Linked DNA regions of Hordeum vulgare: region 1 is linked to region 2. The links are chromatin contacts, called in public Hi-C maps. All regions are on one chromosome and are shown on one strand. Each heading gives the region's core, a stretch centred on a gene start, on an enhancer-like site or on the middle of the called end of the contact. The rest is flanking DNA. Distances are from core to core; before and after follow the strand shown. Region 1 holds the start of LOC123448066 (MACPF domain-containing protein CAD1-like). Region 2 holds the start of LOC123448064 (CBL-interacting protein kinase 15-like).

The links. Hi-C and Micro-C count contacts between places; a contact is called where the count stands out from the background.
Region 1: a contact with region 2 is called in a Hi-C map of leaf, with 3 times the contacts expected there. The contact joins the promoter of LOC123448066 here to the promoter of LOC123448064 in region 2. A contact is called at or near these places in 2 of 6 Hi-C or Micro-C datasets (leaf and seedling).

What each region holds. Positions count from the first base shown.
Region 1 is chr4H:114,265,395-114,269,450 of MorexV3_pseudomolecules_assembly, reverse strand. It overlaps LOC123448066 (MACPF domain-containing protein CAD1-like), which reads right to left and starts at 1,977. Exons shown (of 7, transcript XM_045124835.1): 1 at 1,312-1,977; 2 at 381-619; 3 at 70-265. The coding sequence starts at 1,575.
Region 2 is chr4H:113,543,284-113,546,980 of MorexV3_pseudomolecules_assembly, reverse strand. It overlaps LOC123448064 (CBL-interacting protein kinase 15-like), which reads left to right and starts at 1,433. Exons shown (of 2, transcript XM_045124833.1): 1 at 1,433-1,562; 2 at 2,406-3,697. The coding sequence starts at 2,719.

The DNA of each region.
Region 1 (4,056 bases), core at 728-3,227, 720 kb before region 2:
AAAATCATAACTGAAGTACAATAAGATTTAACTTATATTCTGGATGAATCTAACTAAAGAAAACCAAACCTTGTTCATTGATCTTATAGGGCCTGAGCCTGTATGGATTTCATTTTCAGTAAACCTCTGATGCCCAAGATCGTGTATATAATTTTTAATTTCCACCACAGAAAGTAATGATGATGGATGCTGCTTGATGTAAATCAAATCCTTCCCGCCAATGGTAATGGATGTTATGACATGCGTTCCATAATTCTGAATAAACCTGTTAAAAGCTCAACACTGTTAAGCGCCTTCCATTGGGCATGAGTGGTGAGCTATATCAAAAACACTGTTAAGGGCCTTCCACTTTTTAGAGCAACCTGCGTGTATTTGTTTACCTTGCGAGAGATGACGGTTCCCATGAGTGTGGCACTGCATGCTTAACTTCATCTACCACTGACAAAGGCTGTCGCACAAGTTGGACCTTATATAAAGGAATTGTCTTCCCCTCCATCCCGAGACTTTTGGTAGCCATGGCATCAAATTTCTTGGATCCAGTAAAGCTATAGGCTGAATTAAAGCTTCCAAGAGGTATATCTCCTGCAAGATGGGTTTTTTTGTTGAAATACCCAGCCATCTACAGTCCCTCGGAAACAGGTAAGGAAAACAGAACACGTGAGACTGAAGACCACTTGAAGGAAGATGGTAATTAACTGAGCAGTTGATGTCAGACCAAAAAACGATTTGTTAGTGCCAGTATTAATAGAAATTTATAATCAAACAAGTGCCGATGAGGCAATAAAAACTACACAGCCTAGAAGAAATATGTGTACTAAAGTATTACTTCCTCCGTTTACAAATATAAGATGTTTTGGATATTTCAATATGGACTAAATACGGACTGAAATGAGTGAACAAATACACTAAACCGTGTCTATATACATCCAATTCATTAAAAAGTTGGAACATCTTATGTTTGTGAATGAAGGGAGTACTTAACTACTGGTATGTGGCAACAGCCTGCAAGAAAGATTATGCAGATTTCATGATGGGTCGAAACCTAAAATCTAAGATAGGAAACAAATATAAGATTATGCAGATTATGCAGTAAGAGCACAAGACGGGAAACAACGAAGACAAAGCACGTGTTCACTAACTCATTGGGGCGCTAGCTTGTGTTCCTACATACGTATAGCATATGCTTAACGGTGCACTAGGAAGAACAGTTCAGAAACAGCACGCACTTAATCAGGCATCTAGCAAGGAATTAACAAAGACAAACGACCAAATTCAGAGACAAACACAATAAAGAGCGTCAGTCATGGGCACCTCGTGGAAGGCGCAGGGGCCAGCGGTCTCCAGCACACCAACCCCACTCTCGCTGGAGCAGTCAACATCCTTGGGTACACCGGGGACAGTCAGCCCGTCGGGCATGACCAGATCCCTGGAGCTCAGCTTGCCGTCATCGACGTCGACGAGGCGAGACCCCTTGCAGTAGAGCAGCCTGGTGTCGTGGGTGGCGTCGAACCCTCGCCCCAGCGCGTCGATGGAGCCCCGGATCACGCGCAGCGCCGGGGCGCACTCTTCCTCCATTTCAGGAACTGGCAGTGGCCCAAGAACCCCCGCGGGTTCTACGATGCGTCGAGAATTCCGGGGAGAGCGGAACCCATCTCGCAGATCCTCAGGTTTTTCAGCGGAATTTCAACTGCCGGCTGCGTCCCATCAAGCGGAAAAGTAAGTCCGGAACGACGAACTGGATGGATTGGAGTGGGAGAGATCCTTGGGTTGCAGCAAGAAGGGCCTGAACACGACTGTGAGGGCAGCTGAAGCAGGTAGAGCGGAAGAGAGACGACGATGGCGAAGGCGACGAGAGGAGAGGAGAATTTTCCGCTGGTGCTTGGGTGGAACGCGGGGGAGAAAAGCAAGGAAGGGGATAAAGGCTCGTATGACGGAAGCAAAGACTCGCCGGTCCTCCTTGCAACTTTGTCGCTGGCAAACACACACAATGGATTTTGCAGCGTGGAAACGCGAAAAGGAGTGACAAGGACGTCTAACAGCATCTCCAACACCAGCGTAAAACAAACGCCGCGCCCAAAAAAATGCCTTTTAACGCGCGCGACGCAGCGGGATGCTTCAGCGGGCGCGTAAAAACCGCGCGCGCGCTAAAACAAGTTGGACGCGCTGTCCATAGCCTTATCTCGCGCTGGTAATTTGAAGCGCTCACTTCCGCGCGCGGCAGACTCGAGCGCGCGCGAACTCTCTCTCTTTCTTCCTCCTTCGCACCGCGCGCGCCGGCGCTAGCGCCCCTGCCACCATGGACGCGCAGACCGGCACCCCGCTCACCCCGCTGTACAGCCGCGAGCCCCCCCCCCCCCCCCCCCGCCGCCGCCGCCGCCGAAAACCCTAGCGGGCCGAGCGTTGGCGCCGCCAGCGCCGGAGCTCCGCCGGCCGTCAGCCTCGCACGCAGCCTCTTCTTGCCGCCGCGGATGACCACACCGACGGGTGACGTCGCGCCAGCGCCGTCCCGTGCCGCCGCCGCACCGTCGAAGCTCCCCAATGCGGCGGGGGCGAAGAAAGGAAAAACATCCGCGAAGAAGAAGGCGGCGGACGGTTCCGGGAGCTCGAAGTCGAAGAAGAAGCTTGCAGGACGGCGGACCGGCGCGGCGTCTACCGAAGCGCCGGCGAGCTCACTCGTTGAGCCGGCGGCCGACGCGCACCACGTGTTCGACGAAATGCCCCCAAGGTGAAAAAAAAATTCAACTTTTATTTTCTTGTTATTTTTTCAATGCATCATCATATAGATAGCTTATATTTGCATTGTTCAAAAACTTTGTAGTCTCAACGATGATGCATACATGTCAACTATGGGTGTTGGGTCCAACAATTCGCATTGGTCTCAAACCAATGACATCCATTTGGACGACCATGAGTTTGAGGTGGACGAGGAGGGTGAGGGCATTGTCGCGGCGCCGAAAGGAAGAGCGGGCAATTACACCACCAACGATGACAAATTACTATGCAATACTTGGTTGCAAGTGTCGAGGGATCCATCCATTGGAGGTCATCAAAGTAGAGATGCTTATTGGGGGCGAATGAAAGAATACTTTGATGCTCAGAACGTGAGTGGAATTGACCGCTCCGAGAGATCACTTCGGTCCCGATGGTCGACAATCAACTCGGATTGTCAAAAGTGGGCGGCCGCACAAAAGGCAGCTGACAAGCTTAACCCAAATGTCACAAATGAGGATGATAGAGTAAGTGGCATCTCATACATGTTCATCATACTTTTTTTTGGTGTCCGAAGTGCTAACTTGTTTTGTTTTTCTTGTAGTACAACATTGCCCAAAACTTGTTCAAAGAAGAGACGAGGACAACCAAGAAGGGGAAGATCAAGAAAGGAAAGATCTTTACCTTGCCTCACTGCTATGAAGTGTTGAAGGATGATGAGAAATGGAAGAAGCGTGACGATTTGGATGATTTGCATTTGAGCAACAAACGCAAGCGAACAATTGAGTTGAATGATGATGAGGAGGAGGATGATGCATCAAGTGATGACGGCAAGAGAAGCCCCACACCCAACTCGGTTTCATACTCGAAACCAAAACGACCGGATGGGTGCAAGAAGGACAAAACCGAAAAGAAGAAGAGGAAAGGAGATGATGGGCTCACAAATGCTATGGAAGCTATTGTGAAGGCAAGAAAAGAAGCCAACGAGGTGAGGAAAATGTCAAGGAACCAAGATGCCGCGGCCGAGGAGAGGAGGTTGGCGGCCGAGGAGAGGAGGGTGGACGCCGAGGAGAGGAAAGTGGCATTGGAGGAGAGGAAGGTGGGCATGGAGGAGCGAGCTAAGTTGTTGGAATGGGAGAAGCACTTGTTCTTCTTGGACACATCTTTGTTCAATGATGCGCAAAAGGAATATGTCAACCTTGCTCGTGAGGAAGTCTTGATCCAAAAAAGAGCCATGATCCGTGGCATGGGTGGCGGTGGCCTCGGCGGCATGGGTGGCGGTGGCCTCGGCGGCATGGGTGGCGGTGGTCTCGGCGCCATGGGAGGCATGGGTGGCTTTGGAGCCAT
Region 2 (3,697 bases), core at 184-2,683:
CATCTCTATGGTCTTTGGTTAACCATAACACTGGCATGTTTACTTGTGTTATTACATTGGTCCCCTGCAAACTTCACACACACACACACACACACACACACACATATATATATGTATACAAGTTGGTTATCTCACCTTAGCAGTGTTAGGTTCACATTTCATATTTTGCAAAACCTAACTTGCTAACAATTGAAGTAAAATTTGTAGTTGACCTATTCACTGCCTCTAGGTCCATCTCAATCCTTTTAGGCCAGGGCTCGTGCTCGATCTATGCATATGGTCAACTAGCATCATAGGCGGAAACCAATGACCTCACATGTGATTGCGTAAGAACCTACACACAAGATGAGGCGTGGTAACAAGCCAACAGCCAAACATGTCATCGCGCCAGAGCACATTCCCGACGACGATGCTCATTCACTGCCTCCTCGATGTCGTTGACGTTACCGCTCATATGTGGTTGCCACATGAAATTGAAAACCAACCCCATATAAGCGACAAACGTGCAACCCCCCTCCCCCCCCCACACACACACCGCATGAGCAACATACAAAAGCGAGGATAACCACCGACCTAGTTGGTGGAACATGAGGATCTAGAGAGAGAAGGACGTCCGACTGACGTTGGCCAACGTATAAGAAAGCAAAACATAGACCAAACTTTCAGTTTTTAATAGGGAAAGCTTGAGCACGCCCAACATATAAATTAGGTTGTCCCCTTTGATTCCATCTTTGTCCGTCGGCTTCAGTTCTGATCGATGAAGGTTAGCCAACTTCATCCTTGTCAGAGAGCGTGTGAGAGTTGTGTCTCCCGACTCTGTCTAACCGGACCTGGAGCGTTATATAAGCCCTCTATGACGTTTTCTTCTCTGGGGCAACAATTTGCTATACTGATTACGGTCATCGACATCTTCAAGTCTACATCAACGAGACCATTGCTTCCACAAGCCCCTAGGTTTAAAAAAGTTTTCTTCACACAGGTACAGAAATGGCAATGGGTAACGAGCGCGCGCCGTCAATGGAAGCAAGAGAAAGAAGACTTCAATACCACCAAAGATTTGAATGTACTTTTCAATTTCTACAAGGATGTTTCATAAATATCCGCTACTTAATACTTCCTCCGTCCCAAAATAACTGTCTTAAGCTTAGTACAACTTTGTACTAGAGATAGTACAAAGTTGAGACACTTATTTTGGGACGGAGGGAGTATGACATCACGGGTCGTACGAGCATAATTCTTCCCCCCTAATCATGAAGACACAATGATACGATTTGTGCCACCCTACCAGGAATATGCCCCTCTGCGATGCGGTGCCCAGGAAACGCATCAGGGGCATCTTGGTCAAATCCACCACAAACTAGTTTCTTCTCCGCCCTTCCCCTTCCCTCCCGCGGCTCCTGCCCTGCCCTGCTCTGCTCTGCATTATATAAGAAGAGCGGCCTCCTCCTCCACAAGCACACACACCGAAACCAAACTCCAACAACTCACAGAGACAGAGAGAGAACTGCCTGGAGGTCCCGGCTTGGATCCAGAGCCTCCTCCCCTCTTGGCGCCGCCGGAAGGTACGCAAAATCCCCTCCCGTTTCTTTGATGTTCTTTGATTCCGTTTGGCCGTCGATGTAGGCATCCTTGTTGGCTAGTTTGTGCGTCTTCTTCAGTTTTGCCAAGGGTGAATCATTGGAGGAGTAATTCTTTCCGGTCTATAGAGTTTGGGTACATATGAGCCAACAAATTTTTTTGAAAGGAGAAGGCAGAGAAAATTCTGCCTTACGCATTTCAAAACAGGCCTGAGGCCTGAGTGACCGAGGTCAATTACAGGAGCCAAATTTACGGCCTTTTAATTGTCGGCGAGGCTGCTTTCGGCCGAGTACGGCGGTGCATTCATGTGGTTGGATGGATCTGGGAGTCTGCAAGTTGTTGTGCTCTTAGTTTTAGGATTGGATGGAGGAATGGCGCAATTCTCTGCAAAGTTAAACATATTTGGCCTTTTTCTTCATGAATTTGTTGACCGTGACACCGTGTTATGTTCCTACAATGTTTATAGTTTGTTAGAAATACGCACGATTTTTTTTCCCAAAGCGGTAAAGATCTAGCAAACCAGCGAGTTGCTTCTGAACTCTGACTTTTCTGCATACCTTTGTTTACACAAGTGTGCAGCCTTGATCTTAAAGTAAAATAATACTAAGAATTATACAGATACATATAAATCACCAACCGCCATGTCCCTGATGCTGTCAGATTGTTTACTCTAAAGATTATGCCAGAATCAAATTTGTTTCACCATTCTTCTTATTCTCTGGTTGTAAAACCAACCAATAAATGTTCTGTTATTTCTTGAGTAATCCATACAAGGGTATTTTTATTTTTCCATTGCGGTATCTGAAGATTTCTTTTCTTGTTTGCAGAAAACTCCAATATAAAACAAGCACTTAAAGCCTCGGGGAATGCTGAAAGATGTGCTTGCTTAGAAGACATTTCACCTGCGCGATAAAGGAGATTGCCTCTGCTCCACAAGAGCTGAGTTGTTCGACTCTTTATGCAAGCAACCATCTTGTCTGCATCATCTCTACACCATCTAGACTTCGTCGAGACAAAGACATGAGAGTGTTGTTCACTGTGGTGGATCAGGACTACCTTGGAGAGGATGGTTGAAGTGCTCCAGTCGATTTGAATTATATAGCCGCAATATAGGCTTGTGGTGTTATACAGCTAGAAGTCATGGCGAACAGAGGGAAGATTCTAATGGAGCGCTACGAGCTGGGAAGATTGTTGGGGAAGGGAACATTTGGCAAGGTGCACTTTGCGAGGAGCCTTGAGTCCAACCAAAGCGTCGCCATAAAGATGTTGGACAAGGAGAAGGTGCTCAAGGTTGGGCTCTCGGAGCAAATCAGGCGTGAGGTCACAACCATGCGGTTGGTGGCACACAAGAACATTGTTCAGCTTCATGAGGTCATGGCGACACGAAACAAAATATTCTTTGTGATGGAGTATGTGAAAGGTGGCGAGCTCTTTGACAAGGTTGCAAAGAGTGGCAAGCTCACAGAGGGTGCTGCACACAAGTATTTCCAGCAGCTCATCAGTGCAGTGGATTACTGCCACAGCCAAGGTGTGTATCACCGGGATCTCAAGCTGGAAAACCTGCTCCTGGATGAGAATGAGAACCTTAAGGTCTCAGATTTTGGATTGAGCGCACTTTCAGAGTCAAAGAGGCAAGATGGCCTGCTCCACACCACCTGCGGAACACCCGCATATGTAGCTCCGGAGGTCATCAGCAAGACAGGTTATGATGGTGCGAAATCCGATATCTGGTCTTGTGGTGTTATCCTTTTTGTTCTCATTGCTGGTTATCTCCCTTTCCATGGTTCCAACTTGATGGAGATGTACCGGAAGATTGAGCAAGGAGATTTCAGGTGCCCCAGCTGGTTCTCACACAAACTCCAGAAGCTTTTGTGCAAGATCCTCGACCCCAATCCAAGCACCAGGGCATCTATCCAGAAGATAAAAGAGTCTACCTGGTTCCGGAAAGGTCCAAGGGGCACCCTTGCAGTGAAGGAGAGAACTCCCAGTGAGAATGTTACCACAAATGCTCCTCCTACAGCTGGTGTGAGGGCAAGGAAGAACACTCATGAAGATGTGAAGCCCCTGATGCTGACAAACTTAAATGCCTTTGAGATCATCTCTTTCTCCACAGGGTTTG